4 separate regions of the Zea mays genome follow, and all the other regions are linked to region 1. Evidence: chromatin contacts called from public Hi-C data. All regions are on one chromosome and are shown on one strand. The core of a region is the stretch at or near the end of the contact, and the rest is flanking DNA. Distances in the headings are between cores, read along the strand shown. Region 1 holds the start of LOC103629289 (protein argonaute 1B). Region 2 holds the start of LOC103629287 (ras-related protein RABD2c). Region 3 holds the start of LOC100274052. Region 4 holds the start of LOC100278534.

The links. A called contact is a pair of places that touch in the nucleus more often than the background predicts.
Region 2: a contact with region 1 is called in a Hi-C map of leaf, with 2.3 times the contacts expected there. The contact joins the promoter of LOC103629287 here to the promoter of LOC103629289 in region 1. A contact is called at or near these places in 3 of 25 Hi-C or Micro-C datasets (ear and leaf).
Region 3: a Hi-C map of ear shows a contact between it and region 1, with 2.6 times the contacts expected there. The contact joins the promoter of LOC100274052 here to the promoter of LOC103629289 in region 1. A contact is called at or near these places in 6 of 25 Hi-C or Micro-C datasets (bundle sheath, ear, leaf and 2 more) and 1 of 3 datasets of contacts at active chromatin or transcription factors (leaf).
Region 4: a contact with region 1 is called in a Hi-C map of leaf, with 6 times the contacts expected there. The contact joins the promoter of LOC100278534 here to the promoter of LOC103629289 in region 1. A contact is called at or near these places in 8 of 25 Hi-C or Micro-C datasets (ear, endosperm, leaf and 2 more).

The regions. Positions count from the first base shown.
Region 1 is chr6:51,071,350-51,074,049 of Zm-B73-REFERENCE-NAM-5.0, reverse strand. It overlaps LOC103629289 (protein argonaute 1B), which reads right to left and starts at 1,308. Exons shown (of 23, transcript XR_002263241.3): 1 at 995-1,308.
Region 2 is chr6:50,722,427-50,725,126 of Zm-B73-REFERENCE-NAM-5.0, reverse strand. LOC103629287 (ras-related protein RABD2c) reads right to left here and starts at 1,417. Exons shown (of 8, transcript XM_008650456.4): 1 at 1,106-1,417; 2 at 944-1,016; 3 at 788-835; 4 at 590-637. The coding sequence starts at 1,125.
Region 3 is chr6:50,594,856-50,597,555 of Zm-B73-REFERENCE-NAM-5.0, reverse strand. It overlaps LOC100274052, which reads left to right and starts at 1,381. Exons shown (of 12, transcript NM_001148432.1): 1 at 1,381-1,882; 2 at 1,988-2,355. The coding sequence starts at 1,723.
Region 4 is chr6:51,487,763-51,490,462 of Zm-B73-REFERENCE-NAM-5.0, reverse strand. It overlaps LOC100278534, which reads right to left and starts at 1,266. Exons shown (of 9, transcript NM_001151778.2): 1 at 865-1,266; 2 at 610-768; 3 at 180-233; 4 at 1-58. The coding sequence starts at 1,161.

The sequences.
Region 1 (2,700 bases), core at 59-2,558:
GAGCAAGTAATGTGGCGATGAGAGTCCTGTTGTGGGTTGTGGCTACTGGTCTGATGTTACACTTCCCTGCCATACCATTTAGGGGGTATTTAGGGGTGTTTGAATGCAATGGAGCTAATAGTCAGTTGCTAAAAAATTGCTATTGGAATTTTTGGGATGTTTGAATGCACTAGAGCTAATAGTAGTGGCTAAAATTAGCTGGAGACATCCAAACACCCTAGATAATAGTTCAACTATTAGCTATTTTTAGTAAATTAGTTAATAGTTAGCTAGCTATTTGTTAGCTAGCTAATTCCACTAGCAATTTTTTAGCCAACTAACTATTAGCTCTAATAAATTTAGGGGGTGTTTGAATGCACTAGAGCTAATAGTTAGTGGCTAAAATTAGCTGGAGACATTCAAACATCCTAGCTAATACTTCAACTATTAGCTATTTTTAGTAAATTAGTTAATAGTCAGCTAACTATTTGTTAGCTAGCTAATTTCAATAGCAATTTTTTAGCCAACTAACTATTAACACCCCCTTAGCTAGCTAACTAGTATTAGCTAATTTGCTAAAAGTAGCTAATAACTAAACTATTAGCTAGACTGTTTGGAGCTAATTTTGGCAGGCTCTAGTACATTCAAACACCCCTTCACAGCAGATTTGGATAAGGGCTAAAAAAACTAACCAGTGGATGGAACGCGAGTAGATCAACGATACACAGGAGAAGGCAACAGCGCAACTAGGGAAACGCCTGAACGGATCGGATGGACTCGAGCAGGGACGGGATAGATCCCATCCAATCGACGGGCAAATTACCCTACATGCTCTCTATGGAGGTCATGCAGCAACGGTGGCGCGGCGCGGCGACCGAGAGATACAGAGGGGGGGGGGGGGGGGGGGGGGGGGGGGGGGTGACCAAGAAAAAAAAAACCGTAAGAGAGCGACGGACAGACAGATCTATCTACACGTACGGACGGAACAGCGGAGAAGGGAGGGCGATGCTGATACCGGACGGAGAAAGGGAGCGGGCGGCGCTGGTGGGGATGGAACCCTAGCTTAGCACTGGAGGGGCTCCAAGCTCCAACTCTCTTGCTCCACTCAGCGCGCTCGTGCTCCACTCACTGTGTTTGTTGGTTGGCTTTCCTTGGATTTCGAGGTGAAGTGAAGGAAAGGGAGAAGCAAGAGGGCAGTCCCCAAGTGAAAAGGATGACGCCACGCCACTGGGTGGGGCCCGCCCGTGGTGTCTCCGTGTCTGTCTGAGTGTGAGAGTGTCTGATACCTGAGAGCGGAGCCCCCGTGTGTGTGACTGTGTGCGCGCGCGCGCTACAGAGCGAGAGCCGGCCGACAGATCACGACGAGCTGGCCCTTTGTGGGCCTCATTTGTCCGAGCCAGGCCGGGCCCTGATGTCTACGGCCCACAAGCAGTCCCTCCTCTCTAACCTCACGTGGGGTGCAGGGTTTAAGCTAGGATTTATAGAAAAACGTGATGAAACGTATGCAAATCAATTGTTGTAGCTGCGCCTCCGTTGCGTTGATCAACGTACGCCATTCCTATATGCATGTTCTACTAGCCTATGGACGTACTCGGATACATGCATAGAGCAGGTTAATTTTTAGCTTTGGTTCATCTAAATATAGAGTTAATAATTGGTGGTGCATTGTTTTTTATCTAAAATATCAACTAACTAGGCACATATACATTTCATTAAGATACATTGAGATTGTGAATGCGATGTGAATATCGACCGTCCCTAAGCGAACATAGTTGGATGGTTTGCCATCGGTTGCAGTCGATCTCAATTGGATAGCTTGTCGCTACGGCTATATATCACATAGTTAAATCTTATTTAAATAGGATAATTATTCAAACACGTCCAAATCTTTACAATAAAGTATCATAGAGATAATTCAATACATTTATGTTGCAATCATTTGAATACTAAGGCAAATGTAAAGGAATAAGAACTCACAACTATTCACATGTCAAATTCATAAAGAAATTTTAAATTATCACCACTTCAAATGTAAAAAACTATAAACAAGTTTTCGCACATTTTGTGGTCACAGCACAAGATATAGGAAATATTCTCCACAAGGTTGAAGGATTTCCAGCATATTGGATAATCAAGGCCTTCCTCTAAGATTGTACATGAAGAAACTTCATCATCGGAGCCATCTGCATTGGATATACTCCATTTTGAGGGTTGTGCCTTTTTATTTAAGCTTCTAGCTTTGCCATTCCATGCAAAACTCCACATGATGTCATCACCAAACAAACATGAGAAAACAATATTTAGTATTTGATTGAATGCAATCAATACTTGGGGTAAAGAATAAAGATATATAAGATAAATGTCAAATCTGGTAAGTCTGTATGTTTATCAGTTGCACTGGGTAGGTATTATTGTCTGATTGAACCGAGAGACCCTGATCGAGGAATGAAGTATATCCAATGTCTTTAAGTAGATAACTATAATACTATAAGTAGATAGGCCTAGTGACTTTAATGTGGTGCACTCTAATTGTCTCTAGCTTTAAATGGCTTATGAGAGGCCCAAAGAAAGCATGAATCGATACCCAATTCTAAACTTTCAATTTTGGACAAGTATGAGCGGGGTTTTGAGGCATCATACCATGTGTATTAGGGGCGTTGGATTATAGTGGATTGGTCTAACGCCTCCATGTAGATAGCATGAGAGATATTGATTGATAGA
Region 2 (2,700 bases), core at 168-2,667, 350 kb after region 1:
GATAATGGGATTTTGCTGGTGCGTGACTACTGATGCTAATAAAGTACCTCCTCCGTTCTTTTTTATTTGTCGTGTTTTAGTTCAAAAATGAACTAGCGGGCGACAAATATTCGAGAATGGAGGTGGTGCCACTGAGGACTCCAAACACATCATCCCCTTGTTATTATGGCCTTGTGTTATTCCAAATCTAAATTGTGTTTGAAAAACTATGCACAGAATAATAAGGAACAACAGAATGCATCGAGTTGCATATGAACAATCGCTACATCCAAATTGTGTTTGAACAATGCATAGACGCAATTGACCATGTGCCAGTAACTTTTACGGTTTGTGCTGTCTAGCGTTCTTTTTTTTCCTCGAAAGAAATGTGCTTAACGTCCTCGGATGAAATAACCCATGTTGCAGATACAAGGGTCTATGATATTCGTACCTCCTAACCTTGTGTTTGGTTGAATGGAATTATGATCTAGTATGACATAGAAAACCAAGTATCATATCCTGACACCGCAGGACATGAATGAATCCAATAGTGCAACACATGGCAACGGCAATAATCCACAAGTAAAAATGGGTGAATGGATGAGCTTACAATCTGTAGCTTGACAGTCTTTCCATCGAGGTCGATGGTGCGGATTTTCTGAAAAAGCAGGCCGTTAGCAAGAACAAAAGGAGGGGTTAATAAAATTGGGCCAGCCGGTCGCAGTTAGTAGATGATCCAGGAATAATGAGTAGATAGAACAATATGGTAAGAAGAGAGAGAGAGAGAGAGAGATGTATTTGTACTGACGAAATCAACGCCGATGGTACTGATGTAGGTGTCAACGTACGAATCGTCCTGTATATATGTGGATCAAAATCAAAGGAAGCTGCTTTTGTCAGGAATAGAAGCAGTCGCGTACCCAATCAATAAACTACAGGAACAAATATGAGGAGGGAAACTTACGGCGAAACGGAGGAGGAGGCAGGACTTGCCGACGGAGGAGTCGCCGATGAGGAGCAGCTTGAAGAGATAGTCGCTGCATCAGGAGGCGGAACCGTTTATTTATCCCAGGCCCAGCAAAGAAAAGAAGAGAGAGGGTTGGCTGGCGGAGAAGGCGGGACTTACTACTCGATGCTGGTGGTCATGGCGGTTTCGATTCGATGATGGTGGTGGTGGAGTTTGGATACGATGAAGGGGAGGTTTCTTTGTTGTTGCTGTTGTTGTTTGAGTTGGACACAGCACAATCGCGGAAGAAAGAAAGAAGGCAGGGAGCGGAGAAGCGAAGCAAAGTGGGGCAGCTTTTCTTCCTCCACTCGCCACGGCCACCGCGTCACGGGTCAGCGGAGTCGAGTTGGCCAAGTTAATAGGGCCGCTCTGGCTACGGCAGTGGCGCCGCGACCCGCCGCACCCGCACACGGGCACAGGGACGACCTCGGCGTCGGCTGCTGAGTTATTTGCTATTATAGTACTGATTTCAATAGGTTTCTCTCTTTTAGTACTCTCATTTTAGTCTTCTCTATAATAGTATCTACAAGTTGATTCATCCTTCAAAATAGTATTCTAACCATTTTCAATCATTTTTATTTTCTTTTTTTATTTCTCAGCACATAAATTGACCCTATCGTTACCCTCGCAGCTATATAAATAACAGAAACACAAATAATCCAGGCAGAGACGCAGGAATGAAAGACGATGCAACACTCCTATCTTCTGTCTGGTGGTTTAGACCGTAGCAAGGGGTGGCAGTTGGCCGCACGGTCACCATCCAGCAGCGCCGGCGTGCTGCTGCAATGTTTTTTTTTGTATGCGAGAAGAGAGAGGAGTCGAGCCGACGATGAGGAGCAAGGAGAGAAGAAAATAGAGAGATGCAATATAGTCACTGGTGAGAAATAAAAAAGAAAATGATTAAAAGAGGTTAGAGTACTATTTTGAAGGATAAATTAACTTATAAATACTATTACAGAGAAGAACAAATTGAGAGTACTAAAGGAGAGAAGCCCCACAAAATCAATATTATAATAGCAAAAAACTCGTCGGCCGCTTGCAGTCTGGCCACTACCCACTACTAGGAATTGGGGATCACCGGCCCAGCCCACTCCGGGCCAGACTAGCACTCTACTGATATTCCATCCTGCATGTTTCATTTCCATGTCTTTAGGTATTTGTTTCAGCTTATTTATAGCTTCTAGCCGTCAAGAAGTTACTATGAACTCCAAACATTTAACTTTTCGCTGCGGCTACATTAAAGTCGTTCGGACTGCTGCAACTGCAATTAATAGAGACAAAATACTATAGAAAAAACAGAAGTGGGTGGATTAAAGTCACAACGAACAGGTTTAAGTGTGAGAATTGTTTTAGTGAAAACCGTCTAAAATCAGCATAAACTTAGAATCGACCAAATCGTCATGATAGTAAAAATCCGTCATTTTGTAGACCCTAAACACTATGTAGACCCTAAACACTATGAAACCTTTCATCTTACTCTACACATAATCTCCACAATATATTCTCTTAATAGTCAGACTTTCAGAAAAGTTCGTTAGAAAAAAGCTGAAACAAACGAGCATGTCAACTCCATCATTGTCAGTCCAACTACAATGTCCAAGAAACTCGAGATGATGATCATATCCAACATTGTAATCACATTTGTAAGATGATGAGTTAGCAAACCATATGCCCAAATCACAAAATGAATACATATCATCTTGATGGTTCGTGCA
Region 3 (2,700 bases), core at 132-2,631, 480 kb after region 1:
GGAAACGATCTTCGTGATCAGGCCGATCTCGCATCAGCAAGGTCGATAACCACAGGGAGTTGGTTCAGCGATTGCATTGGCGCCTCGGGCTTGCTCGTCGTAGTCGGATCGCAAGGGTCATCTTCCGCCAAATCGGAATTATCTCTACTCGCCGAAAGATCGGGCACCTCAGCTTCATCACCGGTGGCGCACTGGACAGTCCGGTGTGACCTGGTGACCGTCGGCACAAGGCACGCGTCGCCCGCTGATTGCACGTTGATTGCGCTACCGACCGTTGGCGCGGGTGTGGCTAGCTCACCGGACAGTCTGGTGCACACCGGGCAGTCCGGTGAATTATAGTCGTGACTCCTCCAACTTTTCCAAGAGCACCGAGTTCGTCGAGCGCGCCAGCCTTGGCACCGGACACTGTCCGGTGCACACCGGACAGTCCGGTGCACTGCAGACTGGTGCAAGTCTGGCTGGATGCAGCCAACCTTCTCCAATCCAATCTCATTTGATTTGACAAGGTTCCTAACACTTAGAGGAATATGTTAGTACCAAAAACAATTCACTAAGGCTAGAGTTATACCTTGATTCTTGATTTGCATCTCTTTAACCCTTAACATATCAACCAAAACAATATGAGTTGGGCATCTAATCACCAAAACATTTATAAAAATGGCCCAAGGGCACATTTCCCTTTCATGATCAAAGGCAACTGCCAGTACAAGGGCCATCCCGGAGGCTATACTGCTACAGGGGCTCGGGCTCGCCTCTCCATATTACGACAATCCTTGTACTGCTGGGTTCCCTCCTTGCGACTATAAAAGGGGGAGTCCAGAGCCTGTAAGGGACATGGGTCAACACTTCACCGTTTGCCCTCCATGTTCGATACTGGCACTTGCCTCAAGCACTCACAAGATACTTGTGATCTACTCCCTCTCTTGGATAGCTTGTACCCCGTACTACGAGCACTTAAGTGCAAGATAATATAAGTCTCATCCTCCTATTATAAGTATGGCCTTCTATTGCTCGAACCAAGATAAATCTTGTGTCTTGTTATATCACCCATCTGAACTGGGACAGGTAGCACAAATTTGCTGGTTGGTTAGGACCCTTACATTGACACCATTCTTGGAGATGGTTTGCATTCAGGTTTTGTCCTGGATGGAAGGAGGGTTTTTGTTGCATATACAAGGCTGATCATTAGGGAGGGAAGTAGTAAAACGAAGGAAGACAGGAAGAACAAAACAAGGACTCCCAATCGATTGCCTTCTCCATTTCATCAAGGCTCTTTTGCGGGAGGCGAGGCATCTCGCCGAACACCTTCCCGCTCGGTCGTTCACAGCCCCCGGCTCGTGTCGTCTGACTGACTGTGAGTCTGTGACGTCGCTGCCAGTAAACCACATACCAACCATTGAACATCTTCTGTGGCCAGCCGGCATCCGTGCAGCCGCCAGCACCAGCAGGCCATGACATGGCACCATGTTTGAGCTGACAGCTGACTAGCTGAGCGTGCCGCCTTGCCGTGTCGGGGAGCTGAGCTGAGCCTAGAGACGCCAAACGGAATGGCGAAAGCGACCGGCCGCGCGGCGGGCAGCAGGAGCTGCATCGAGAGGCTGCCTGCGCCCCGCGCCCAATCCTCTTCCTAAATCCTAATCCCCTCCGCCTCATCCCCTTCAACCCCACGTCTCTCTCGCCGAAGGCTCCGGCCTCGTCGGGATCCGGTGCTGGATTGACGCAATGGCGCCGCTCCACGCCGCGCTGCCGCCGCCCTCCTCCGCCGCCGCTCACCACCACGCGGCAGCCCCGCCTGTCTTCCTCGCCCGCTCGCCGTACCACCCCCGCAGGGCGGCGGCCTCCTGCCCGCTCGCCGTCGCTGCCGCTCCCTCGTCGAGAAAAGGTAATCTTTCTTCTCTCTTCGGCACAGGCGCACAGCGATGATGATTATACATATAGACGAGAAGAAAGTGGCGTCTGATTTCTTACCTCGTCGCCGCCCGCCCAGCGTTCTTGTCGTGCCCGCTGCTGGGCCACTGGACCACGGCCGCGCCGCCGCGCGCCATCCCCTCCTCGTCGTCGTCGTCGACCCCGGCGCTCATCGCGTCCGTGCAGGACCTGTATGACTTCATCTGCTGCGGCCCGCTGGTGGACAGGATCGGCTACACCAGTGAGAAGATCACCGAGTCCATCGACCGCTGGCTTCTCGCCGGGGCTAGGGTGGCGCGCCTCTTCCGCCTCAACGAGCTCCAGCTGTCGGACGCCGAGAAGGCCCGGATATACCACTTCTACATCCCCGTCTTCCTCTGGTGCGAGGACGAGGTCATGGTGCACAGAGCCAGGTACAACGACGGCGATGACATCCCGCCATTGGTGGTACGCACTTTCCATGTCATGCCCTGGTCAAAATTTGCTCCCCCTCCCACTCCCATGTCAGTTACTACAAGTTAGAACTATGCAATCGACCTCATCAGAGCAGCACCAACGTAGGCAGCATCAGACGTTGGTCTCAACAAAAAGCCGCTACAGACTACACAGTGGAACAGATAAAACTGAGGGCAATGGCAAACGCAGGCAACAACTTCCACCTTTATCGCGGTCCCTCCGCTCTCTCTCCTTTCTCTGTCTCCCATGCTCTGCTTTTGCGGAGGAAGTCACGTCATGCTAGAGCAATTCTTCGCCACAGCGCACTCGGCTGCTGCTTCTGCTTTGCGAAACCAC
Region 4 (2,700 bases), core at 17-2,516, 420 kb before region 1:
CGCTATCTGGTAATGGTTCCAGATCAGCAACTTTGGGATGCTCTGATGATCTTGTTTCCTTCAAAAAACGATTGCCAGTGTGAGTAAACAAGATAATAACAAATTCATAAGTATTGTAGGGAACACCTTTGAAGAGACCATACATTCATGATTATCATGAAGGAAATAAATAATCTTACCATCTCCTGTCCCTGTGACATTTTCAAAATAGATTGTGTGTTCTCATCAGGTTGCTGAAATGAAACTTGCATAAATCAGTACTGTGCAATAAATGCCATGGAAAAAAGAAAGCAAAATCAAGTAGCGGCACAACCACCTGAAGATGTAACTTTGAAAAGATCAGCTTAACGCTTAAGTCGTGTTAGACAAGGTAAGGCTCTCAGAATCAAGGGCAGTTGCCGAGGGCTGCTGAGATAGATACTACTACCTAATATAAAGTACAAACATGAAACTATTTTCCGTGATGATAAAAAGTTGCTTTATATGTTACTATATGAACGGACACCATGACACGAACTGGTTCAAGGGGGACAAAAAAAAAGTAGACCATAGGAATCAAATAAATCTGTAGTGTTAAAACACTGGACATAGAGCACTGCCGTTGTTTACCTGAAAAGGGCAGGGAACCAGATCGCCAAACAATTCGTCACTTGCATCCGCTGCACCAATGGAACAGACAGCGTTCCTGAACCCACGTGCAGCAAGATATTCCTCAGTTTCTTTACGCAGAGAATAGCCTTTGTAGACAGTGACTGAAGGATGAAGTACCTACGTCGGAGCAGGATACATTTGATATCTCATAAGAAAGAAATAAGCAATCAGCGCAGGTGGTAAGAGAAGGAAAGGTCTGTCTATCGCCCTCACCGATTTGCTGGCTTGGGCTTGGCAATCACTGAGGTTCTTATAGACGCCAATGACATCCCCCTTGCGGATGACATAGAAGGGCTCTCTGGAAGAGTCTATTAGCGCCTTTGCGGCAGGAATGGAAGAGCCCATTGGCGCCTTTGGGGCAGATTTCTTGGTGGACCGTCTAGCGGAGGAGAAGTGGTGGATAGGCGGCGGCGATGCAGGAGGCCTGGGAGACAAGAGTGGGTAGTGCCTCCTCCATGCCGCTCTGGGAATGAATCCATGGAGACAAGAAGAGCAACTCCAAATCACCATGGCATCACAGGAGGACAGCGGCCTGCGGCCTGGGGGCACCGGAGCGGCAGCTGCGGAGGCGCACCCGACCAGGTCAGCGGGGCGCCGGGGCTGGGTTGCGCAAGGAAAGCATGGGGAGTGGCCGAGTGGGAGTGGATGCCTTCTTTGCTGGGCTCTCGGCTACTACTTTAGGTCCATTAGTTTTGTTTTCTTTGTGATTAATGGGTTACCGTTGCTGTTACTCCTTTTGAGTAAAATATATTTGCGGTTTTCGAATTTGGCATGTGGTATCACATAAATCCCTGTGCTCTCAAAACCAGAAAAAATGCTAATAATTGGTAGCTCATTCAAAACAAGGTTTCCTCCAACTAGATATTGATATAGCGTGCCACATTAAAGTTACTTGGTCCCTAAACTTAACATGATGGATCTCTAAACTTGGCATGTTGTGTCAATTAGATTTCTGAACTTTCATTAATACGCTCCAATGTGGCACGACACAATGACATCTGGTTTGAGCAAATCTGGTTTAGACGTGTTGGCGTTTCGGACCCGCAAGGACCGTCAACCGACCAGTAAATTTGTTGCTGCGTGTCCCTGCCCAGATGGGTTGATGCAAGATGGAACACGAGAGGGAAATGGGGCTTATGTTATCTCGCACCGGGGTGCTCGTAGTAGGGGTTACAAGCATCGCGCGAGGGAGCGAGGGCGAGAGCGAGAGAGAGAGAGTCCCTATGTGTCTCTGTCTCAATGTCAACGTATCTTCGCGTGGTCGTGAACCTCTCCCCTTCTGTCCCCAACGTCCCCCGTTGTTCAACGTCGTTCAACGTGCCTTAGGAAGGCCCTGGACATCCCCTTTTATAGATACAAGGAGATGTCCAGCTGTACAATGGGGTGTAGCTATGTGCTAACGTGGCTAGCGGGGAAGCACCTTAAGCCATGTGCACGAGCTAACGTGGCCATCGGAGAAGTGCCTTGAGCCCTGTAGAAGCACAGCTGTCGGTGTGGCATAGATCCTGCTGACGTTGTCTTGCTTCTGTAGGTGGTTGAGAGCAATCCGACGTCATGGGCGCACACGGGAAACCATCATTACCTGTTACCGGAGTAACCTTAGATGGGACACCGGTCTTGTTCCTTCATAGCCTGAGGCAGCTAGCTAGGAGTAGGGTAATGATGCATCCCCTGTAGCGTAGTCGGTCCGAGGCCCAGGTCGGGCGAGGCGAAGACTTCTCTTGAGGCCGAGGCCTGGGGTCGGGCGAGGCGGAGATCTTCTTCCGAGGCCGAGGCTGAGGCCGAGGCCTGAGGCCGGGCGAGGCGGAGATCTTCTTCCGAGGATGAGGCTGAGGCCGAGGCCTGAGGTCGGGCGAGGTGGAGCTCCATGTTGCGCCCGAGGCCGAACTCGTGGGAGATCGTGGCTCAGTTTTATCCTGGTGGTTGGCACGGTAACGGGAGCGGGGCGAACAGCGCTGTTTTCCTGTCAGATCGGTCAGTAAAGCGGCGAAGTGACTGCGGTCACTTCGTCCTTGCCGACTAAGGCACGCGTGTCAGGATAAGGTGTTA